Linked DNA regions of Mus musculus: all the other regions are linked to region 1. A link is a contact called in public ChIA-PET data. All regions are on one chromosome and are shown on one strand. The core of a region is the stretch at or near the end of the contact, and the rest is flanking DNA. Distances in the headings are between cores, read along the strand shown. Region 1 overlaps Ubash3b (ubiquitin associated and SH3 domain containing, B). Region 2 overlaps Clmp (CXADR-like membrane protein). Region 3 overlaps Clmp (CXADR-like membrane protein).

Region 1 (3,178 bases), core at 354-2,853:
TAGATAGATAGATAGATAGATAGATAGATAGATAGATAGGCAGACAGACAGCAGACAGACAGGGCTGGGAGATGGCTCAGTGGGCACAGGCGCTTGCTGCAAAGTCTGACAGCCTGAGTTTGATCCTCACGAACAAGAAGGCAGAAAGAGAGAACCAGTTTCTGAAAATTGTCTGGACTTCCACATGGACACTGTAGCCTATGCAAGAGCACTTGCATGTACACACACACACACACACACACACACACACACACACACACACACACACCCCATACCACACACCAATGCATGCACATACATCTTAATTAATTGAAAAAATAAATAAAAACAAATTTTAAATGTAGGGAACCATTTGATCACTAGAAAAAAATAGTTATTGGTTTGTTTTTAAAGACAGTCTTGGGGCTGGAGAGATGGCTCAGCGGTTAAGAGCACTGACTGCTCTTCCAGAGGTCCAGAGTTCAATTCCCAGCAACCACATGGTAGCTCACAAACATCTGTAATGGGATATGATGCCATCTTCTGGTGTCCCTGCAGAGAGCAATGGTGTACTCATATAATAAAATAAATAAATAAAATTTAAAAATTAAGACAGAGTTTTACTATGCAGCTGGCCTCAATCTAGCAATTCTCCTGCCTCAAGTGCTGGTACTACAAGTATGGACCACTATGTCTGGGTAAGGTTAAAAAAAAAAAGGAAAGATAAGGAAACAGGGAGAGAGACAGACAGACAGACAGGCAGACAGAGAGACAGAGAGACAGAGACAGGGTGTGTGTTAGCTTACATGTGGAAGTTTCAGCTAGCCACTGGCTCTGCTACCAAAATGTGGTCTCTTGTTTCTGGAGTAGGAAGGGGAGGGTCTGACAGTTCTGGGTGGCTCTGCATGTACTTCAAGGTCAGATGCTCTCAAGAAATTTCCCCATAGCCTTTTCTGATTGCTACATTCAAATGCTGCCTCCAAATGTGGTCAGCCTTGATTCCTGTCAGGCCAACATGTGGTACTGCTCATGCCTACATGGGGCCTGATTCCTTTGGTCCTAACTTAATCCTTCTTCCTCCTTAACCAGTTCACGAATTGCCCCAGAACGCCATGTCCAGCATCCTCTGTGATAAAAGCAACGGGGTCACTGTGGTGTTCAGATACAAGACTCCACAATGAACTCCAGGACCCTGGAGTACTCACAGTTAAATCAGCCTATGAATACCAGAAGGGAAGCAGAGGCAAACCCGTGGTCTATGGCTCTACCAGCTCGTTCTCTCCCTCTCCCCCTCTCCCTCTTTCTGTCTCCTTCTTCTCCTTCTTCCCTCCCCTATTTCTCCTTGCTTCTCTTCATCCCTCCCTTCCTCCCTAACCCCTCCCCCTCTCTCCTGAATATAATTCAACCAGGCTCACACAGATAGGACCTTGAGTCTGAGTTGACAAAATACACTTCTGTCTGAGGGTGGGGGTGGGGGTGGGGGTGAGTGGGTGGGTGGGTTAGGGGAGGATCCTAATGAGTCACTTCCCCTGCTTTACTTCCTTTTTCACTGATACAGCATCCCCAGTGAGTGGGAGGGAGAGATAACCAGGCCTGGGCTGGAACCTCGTTGGTGAACGCAGCAGAGGGTGTGAGCTTGTCCCCCCTCCTTCATGGTCCTCTCCCCTCCCCACTCAAAGCCCAATCTTCTCTCTCCTTTACAATGTCTTCCCGTGTTTAGGTCCGCCCCACAACAGGTGACAAGTCAAAAGCCCGATGGCTCTCCGAGTTATCAGAGTCTTATTCCTTGGATCAGGTGGGAAGTGGAGAAGCTGAGATGGGGACAGAATGGCTGCAGTCCTCCAGCTAAAGTATTAAGAATCATGGCAGTGTGCACTTGGAGGCTGACAGCAGGTATTAACTTACATTAATCTCGCTGTGGCTTCAGTGATGCCCTCCCAGATGCAGAAGCGATCGGATCACATCATGTATACTCCCCATTGCACAGAGCTGGGAATTGTGGGGGTCGGGGCGTGGGGATGGGGTGACACATCTTCAAGGTCAAGGGAAGCCAAGGCACAGTATGCAGTGACCTCAGACTTGAGGATCTGCGTTGTCGGCTGCACCCTGTATCCTTTCGCCATCCCTTTGATGGGCTCCTGGGCAGGTGGATAGAAGGTTGATGCTGGAGGGACAGCCAGGCTCTAGTCCCAGCAACCATTACATGACCTCTGGCATGTCCTCCACCCTCCCCGAGCTTATAGGAAATGAAAGGGGCTCATGGAGTTCTCTCGGGCCCTTTCCACTTCTACTACCTTATGTGTTTTTCTGTGCTGGGAGTCTCTTTTACCCGCAGAGGGAGGAAGTGGGGCTGTGGTTTCCTCCATCTAGAGCTGAAATGAGTAGATAAAACCGAGGCATGGCTGCAGGGAAGGAGGGGGAGGGAGGAATCCTCACTGGGACCTGGGGCCAGATACCAAAGCAAGAGGCATGCTTACAATACTGAGTGCTAGATAAAACAGCCACACCAAGCCCCTTCTTCGTGGGTGACAGCCATCGGCCTTGCTCTGGTCCTTCACTGTAGAGGGGACCAGATAGTCTCTCCGAGTCACGTGACACACTAGTCACGTGACACGGTCTGATCGTCCAGTTGCTTTCTCAGTTGCAACCCAGTTGGTTTCTCCCAAAGACTTCTGGTTCTGGGACCCCCATCCCCCATCCCATATACACATATTAAAATAGATGTAGAGGTCTCTTATAGAAAATGGCATGATGACACATGAATACCCTTCCCAAAGCTTTACTTTTCTTCTTTCTTTCTTTCTTTCTTTCTTTCTTTCTTTCTTTCTTTCTTTCTTTCTTTCTTTCTTTCTTTCTTTCTTTCTTTCTTTCTTTCTCTCTCTCTCTCTCTCTCTCTTTCTCTCTCTCTCTCCCTTCCTTTCTCCCTCCCTTCCTCTTTCCCTCCCTCCCTCCCTTCCTTTCTTCCTTTCTCTTTTATTTTGAGATAAGGTCTTTTTATGTATCTGTGGCCCCCAAATTCTTGAAATAATCTCTAATACCAATAAAGCCAAATGTAATGTATAATCACCACAGTCTTATTATGTAGAGAATGTCGAGACTTTTTTGCATATTAAGATCAGACACACATTTTTTAATACCTTTGATTGGCGACTAATTAAATAATACACATGGAGAGAGCGCTAAGCGTACTATTTTATGC
Region 2 (3,046 bases), core at 289-2,788, 290 kb before region 1:
TTCCCAGCCTGTTTTATCATGTGAACAGAGACAGACGTAGTCACTAAAATCTAAGCAAACCAGTAAAGTGGTGCAGTAACTTCAGCTTGCAAGAATATGGAAAGGCACAGTCACAGCATGCGAGGGTTGCTGGGTGTGGTCTGGAAGCCACCCTGTCCGGGCTTCTGTCCTGGGTATGCAGGAATCTCCGAGCTTATGTTTGACGGTACTTCTGTCTGTGCTTCCGAGGAAACAGATGTGCAGAGCATTGGCATGGTGGCAGGAGCAGTGACAGGCATAGTGGCAGGAGCCCTGCTCATTTTCCTCCTGATATGGCTGCTAATACGAAGGAAAAGCAAAGACAGATACGAGGAAGAAGACAGACCTAATGAAATCCGGTAAGCTTCCCTATTTGTGCAAACTCCCTTTACAGGCCAATTCCATAGTAACCAGTCAATATCATTCCGTAGGTCCCCTGCATTATTAATCTCTTCAAAGGGTTATCCTAGCAAGTAGGAAATTACAGTCTGGGGACAGGAGATGTGATTCACTTATTGTGAAACTATCTTTGTCCTGGCTTGCTTTTTGTTGCTATGGCAAACAACATGACCAAAAGCAGCCTGGAAAGAAAAGGGTTTCTTTCCCCCTACAGCTTACAGTCCGTTACCAAGGGAAGGCAGGAAAGGAAAAGAATTCAAGGCAGGAAAGGAATTCAAGGCAGGAAAGGAATTCAAGGCAGGAAAGGAATTCAAGGCAGGAAAGGAATTCAAGGCAGGAAGCTGGGGGTGCCAACTGAAGCAGAGGCCATGGAGGGGTGCTGCTTACTGGTTTGCTCCTCACAGCTTGCTCAGCCTGCTTTCTAATAGAACCCAGCATCGCCTTCCCAGGAGTGGCACCACCCACAATGAGCAGTACTCTCAGACAGCCATCATTAGTCCAGAAAAAAAAGCACCACAGGCTTGCCAACCAGCCATTCTGATGGAGACATTTCTTCAGCTGAGGCTCCCTCTCCCCGATGACTCTAGCTTGTGTCATGCTAACAACCAACCAGCTTAAGTCTCAGCTTTACCTCTGATTCACTTCCACTTAGCAAGGGTAGATGATAAAAAGGGTATAACCCACAGGACATGAAAGGGTTTAAGTACGCAAACCCCCAAATCAAAGCAATTCTATCAAAGCAATCAAAGTCTCCTGTTGAGCTGTATCCTGGTGCAACTGGCTCAACCTCTCTGGCAGTCACTCAACAAACATTTTCCTAAACTGAGCATTAAGTCTTAGGAAACCAGAAACTGCTCAGTTCCTTAACTGACTGCCTTGGAGGTTTATGGCTTGAGGAGTTTATTGGAAAAAAAAAAAAAAATCTCAGGAGGAAGTAACTTTAACGAGCGTCAACCCAGCCCCGGCAGTACTAAAGTTTATCTTTGCTATCTGTTCACTTTTCCGCTTTCAGAGAAGACGCCGAAGCGCCCCGAGCCCGCCTTGTGAAGCCTAGCTCCTCTTCCTCAGGCTCCCGGAGCTCACGCTCTGGCTCCTCCTCCACCCGCTCCACCGGGAACAGTGCCTCCAGAAGCCAGCGGACGCTGTCGAGTGAAGCAGCGCCGCAGCAGCCCGGGCTAGCCCCGCAGGCATACAGCCTCATAGGACCGGAAGTGAGAGGTTCTGAACCAAAGAAAGTCCACCATACGACCCTGACCAAAGCAGAAACCACACTCAGCACAACGCCCAGCCAGAGCAAAGCCTTCCAAACTGTCTGACTTAGAGTGGACTTGACTTGCGCTTGCCCCAAAGTCAGGATCTTAGCCTAGTCACTGGAGCTCGTCCACCAGCCACGCAAGCCCCTCAGCCAGATACGATCTCACTTAAGTAGCTGCAGAAATGGCACGGACCAGTTCTGATGAGTACCCTCCTTATATAGGATACCAAACAAACACAAGGACGGAGGCTGACCATCTATCTCTAAAGGCACCTCACTGTGCCTTCAGACAGAGTGGAGGGGAGGAGGGGCCCAAGCTTATTTGGTGAAAATAAAGGGAAAGGTGAGGCTGCACACACCTGAAACATCTTACCTAGGATGTTGCAAGTCACCACAGTCAAGAAGAAGCGGGAATCTCGTAGATCAATTTTCTATTCATTTCTGCAAATTTATTGGATTAGTGTGATTATTCAGATAGTCAAAACAGAAGCCCACGCCTTATAATATACCTATCTGCAACATGTACTGGGAGAACTGCGTTTAAGAAATTCACATTAAAAAAAAAAAAAAAAGAAGGAAACACATTTTTTTTCTACTTTGACTTGACTTCTTGTGTCATAAGGTTTGAACGTTGGTTGGGGAGGATTTGCAATGTGGGAGACAGAGAAAAGGGACTTTTCTCTTACCTCATCAACAGCCAATCTTCCTATTTCCGTCGAACCCTAAAATAATAACTAAGGAGGGAGTCCAACCAAGATGGGACATGATTCTCTGAAGAGCTTTCCTTTTTGATATTCAGAGGCTTGACAACAGATATCAAGACGATTATCCCGGGGCAGTTGTGGCTCTTTATTCCAATTTGACTGACTCCCCTAAAGACTTCTCTGCTGGATGTTTCTAGGAGAAACAAATACTCACTACATGTCACTTAATGAATGTCCTTAGGGACAGTCCTCTAGAGAAAGTCTCTCAGGGATGTTGAAAGATCCCCTTGCATACCACTTCCTGCTCCTCTTTCTGGGAACAAGAGCAACCAGAATTTCAAGACTGCTTGGAATAGAGAGGGAGAGTAGACCTTTCTCTCAGTAGGTCAAAGGACATTTGATACTGGCCCAAAACTTGGCGATTCTTTCATTCTAGAAGGATGCAAATGTGGGACTTTTGATGATTCTAGGCCTTAAATTTTCAGCAATCATTTCCTAAAGGCACTGAAACCCAAACCCCTCCCATGGCCCTCTCCCCGCTGAGAGGTTGAACGGTATCCTCGCTGTCTTTCTTCTCAGCGGTAGACTCCAAGAGACTTGGAAGGAGTAAACTGCCATTAGGGAGTAGGTGGTGAGCAAAACAAGGGGTGGTGGGCGGTGGGAGTGGGTT
Region 3 (2,883 bases), core at 221-2,720, 330 kb before region 1:
AGATGCTTATCAAATGAATAGGAGATAGAAGGACATGACCAGATATCTAAGAAATGATTGAGAGTACATAGGTGTGGTGATATATACTGGCATTCTAAGTACTTGGGTTTAAGTAGCAGGAAGATTAGGAGTTCAAGACCAGCCTCGGGTAGATTAGTCCTTGTCTCAACACACACACACACACACACACACACACATACACACTCCACACCACACCACACCACACCACACCACACCACACCACACCACACACACACACACACACACCACACCACACCACATACACGGTGGGGTGGGTGGGGAGAGGGAGAACACAAAACAAGGGATTAGGGACCATGGCTTAGTTGGCCTATTACAGAGCCACAACTCAGGGGCTTAGAGATTTGGCCCCTCTAGGATCAGCAGACAGGCCCATTTGCTGGGTGAAATCCATTCCCGTCTCCTTTGATCTCACCTGTGACTCTACATCCCACCTGGAGTGATAAGAAGGGTTACAGCCCAAGAGAGCAGAAATAGATGTCTACCTGTGTCTGCCACAATCTCAAGGAATGGTACACCAGTCAGCTGGAAAATTGTAGGAAAAAAACAGATGCTTCCTGTTAAACCAAAAATAGCAGAGAGAGAGAGAGAGAGAGAGAGAGAGAGCAGAAACTCTGGCTGTTCTACCCTTATGTCCCCTTCGAATAGCTCACTCTTTCCCCCTTGCTCCTTTTTTCCCTTGTAATACAACCTTGATCAGTTTACTCCAACCAAAGACCCCACCTCAATCCTGCCTCTGTGACTTTGCAGTTGCCCTTCATCCCGTCTTCTGAAATGCCATGGTCCTTTGCAGGCCGGTCTTGCTTCCTCCCCTGACTTCACCATTCATTCATTACCATCTCCTGCAGGCTCCCATGGCCTTCAAAGTGATGCCACTTTTTATCAGTCTAACAAGCTTTTACAACTCTATTGGATGCTTCGTGAGGACAGGGAGAAGGGATCATGAGTCAATCCTGCTCGTGTCTTAGCCTGGAAAACACTGTATGGTCCAGTTGCTCATTCACTGGCTGTGACATTTGTCTGAGTGTGCCTGAATCCCCTGGCAGACCTTACCACCAATTTCTCACCCACAGGAATATCAGATTCCTCCCAGAGTTCTGCAGAGTTCATGGCCTCACAAAGGTCACAGCTGGAGACAAATGTGATATGCCCAGAAAAGCTGATTGCAAGACTGAAAACCATAGTGGTTTCTAAAGACCACAGAGAAAGGAAAAAAAAGAAAAGAAGAAGAAGGACTTAAACAAATATTTTTCCTAAGCAGACCTCAGTCTCTAGAAGGGTTTTCAAACTGCAGACACAGCAAAAGAAATGAGAGCTGAGAAAGCGAGAAAGCGCTGTGCTGGGCAGAACAGGGCTTCATTTACACTGTGGTGATGGCTGATCCGGGGGATTTCTGTGCTTCCGTAGCCTCTGAAAACCTCCGTTCCTTTTCCCCAGTCAGAACCAAAAAGACCCTAAGCTCAGAGAACCTGCTAAACTGAAAGAAGTGAAGAGGAAGTGAGAGCCTCCGAGGGACAAATAGAAAGAGAAAGGGGGGATTTTCTCTTGTGGTGTCTTAGGTAAAAAACGATAGTGCATTGGTGAGGCCAGGAGTCAGACCCCGGCATGGGGTCAGGAGATAGCAACGCTAGGCTCAATAGTGCTAGCTCTGGCTGTTTAGGACCACTTGAATCCAGGAGTTCAAGGGTAGCTGGGTGTCATAGTGAGACCTTGTCTTATAATTAAATAAATGTTGGGGGCTGAGGCAGGAGGATGGTCAGTTTGAGGCCATCATGAGCTATATAGCAAGACCCAATATTGGAAAAACAGACTACTGACTGACTGACTGACAGTCTGTGGAGAAGCAGAGCCTAATGGGAAAGGGAGCTCACTCTGCTCTCATGCTGAGCAGAGGATGTTGCAAGAGCAAAGGTTCCCAGCCTTTGTCAACAAAGTGTCAACAACCAGGATCCAACGGAAGCTGCTGAGCACAAGGAGCGGCTGTCCTCTTCTCCAAGGACTGTCCCCTGTGGTGCAGAGCTGGGCATCAGGACAGCAAGCACCCTGGCAGTGGAGGGACTGAACTCAGCAAAGATGACTGTCAATACAGGAAGTGGGAGGATAGAGAGTCACAGGCAGAGCCAAGTCGTAGATGTTCTCAAAATTGAAACAGAGGAGATGCCTACCTGCCCTCCCTTCCAAATCACTTCCTGTAAGTAGCAGTGGATTGGACAGAAGTACTTTCCTATTTCTTCTCCCAGCTCCCATTAAGGTGAGAACAAAAGAGCAGAGTAGACAAGAGTCCCCAAGGACAAGAGAATAGGGAAGGAAATAAAAGCAGAGGAGAAATGTCAGCAAGTGTTAGCAATGAGAGCGTGCAGGAGAGAGACAACTGATGTGTGAGCTCATGGATAAAGACTTACAGGGAGCAAGCCAGTCCATCAAAGGACAGGAGTCTACCTGAGTACAGCAGACAGTGGAGCTGAGGCCTGGGCTCACAGCTGGGGCTAGGGGACCTGCTTTTAAAGGATAGTACACAGAGTGTGGTACTACATGTCCATAATCCCAGGGTTTGGGAGATAATGATAGAAGGATCGGAAGTCTAAAGCCAGCCTGGGTCACATGAGACCTTGCTTCTAAAAGGGGAGGGGAGGGGTAGTGTCTTAGTTAGGGTTTTACTGCTGTGAAAAGACATCATGACCAAGGCAAATCTTATAAGGACAACATTTAATTGGGACTGGCTTACAGGTTCAGAAGTTCAGTCCATTATCATCAAGGTAGGAACATGGCAGCATCCAGGCAGAGTCTTAAAGCCCACACCCACAGTGGCACACCTATTCCAACAAGGTCACACCTACTGCGACA

What was found. ChIA-PET counts read pairs in DNA pulled down with a chosen protein or histone mark.
Region 2: a contact with region 1 is called in an RNA polymerase II ChIA-PET map of memory CD8 T cells, with 10 read pairs. The contact joins two enhancer-like sites. A contact is called at or near these places in 1 of 484 Hi-C or Micro-C datasets (the G1E-ER4 cell line), 2 of 115 datasets of contacts at active chromatin or transcription factors (bone marrow-derived macrophages and memory CD8 T cells) and 1 of 9 other capture datasets (adipose tissue).
Region 3: a contact with region 1 is called in an RNA polymerase II ChIA-PET map of memory CD8 T cells, with 26 read pairs. The contact joins two enhancer-like sites. A contact is called at or near these places in 2 of 115 datasets of contacts at active chromatin or transcription factors (memory CD8 T cells and microglia) and 1 of 9 other capture datasets (pancreatic islet).

The regions. Positions count from the first base shown.
Region 1 is chr9:41,071,363-41,074,540 of GRCm38.p6, forward strand. All of the region lies in intron 1 of Ubash3b (ubiquitin associated and SH3 domain containing, B), which reads right to left. Among named protein-coding and RNA genes, the nearest start is that of Crtam, 68 kb to the left of the region's middle. RefSeq lists an enhancer at 277-3,178. Within about 2 kb of position 1,604, at least 120 of the 459 cell types and tissues checked have an H3K27ac peak or open chromatin away from gene starts, as enhancers often do. A contact at or near this core is called in adipose tissue, bone marrow-derived macrophages, memory CD8 T cells and 1 more, where this site is marked.
Region 2 is chr9:40,780,878-40,783,923 of GRCm38.p6, forward strand. It overlaps Clmp (CXADR-like membrane protein), which reads left to right. Exons shown (of 7, transcript NM_133733.5): 6 at 236-377; 7 at 1,430-3,046. The coding sequence ends at 1,733. Among named protein-coding and RNA genes, the nearest start is that of Hspa8, 19 kb to the right of the region's middle. Within about 2 kb of position 1,539, at least 170 of the 459 cell types and tissues checked have an H3K27ac peak or open chromatin away from gene starts, as enhancers often do. A contact at or near this core is called in adipose tissue, bone marrow-derived macrophages and memory CD8 T cells, where this site is marked.
Region 3 is chr9:40,742,396-40,745,278 of GRCm38.p6, forward strand. The region is part of intron 1 of Clmp (CXADR-like membrane protein); the gene reads left to right. Among named protein-coding and RNA genes, the nearest start is that of Hspa8, 57 kb to the right of the region's middle. Within about 2 kb of position 1,471, at least 115 of the 459 cell types and tissues checked have an H3K27ac peak or open chromatin away from gene starts, as enhancers often do. A contact at or near this core is called in memory CD8 T cells and microglia, where this site is marked.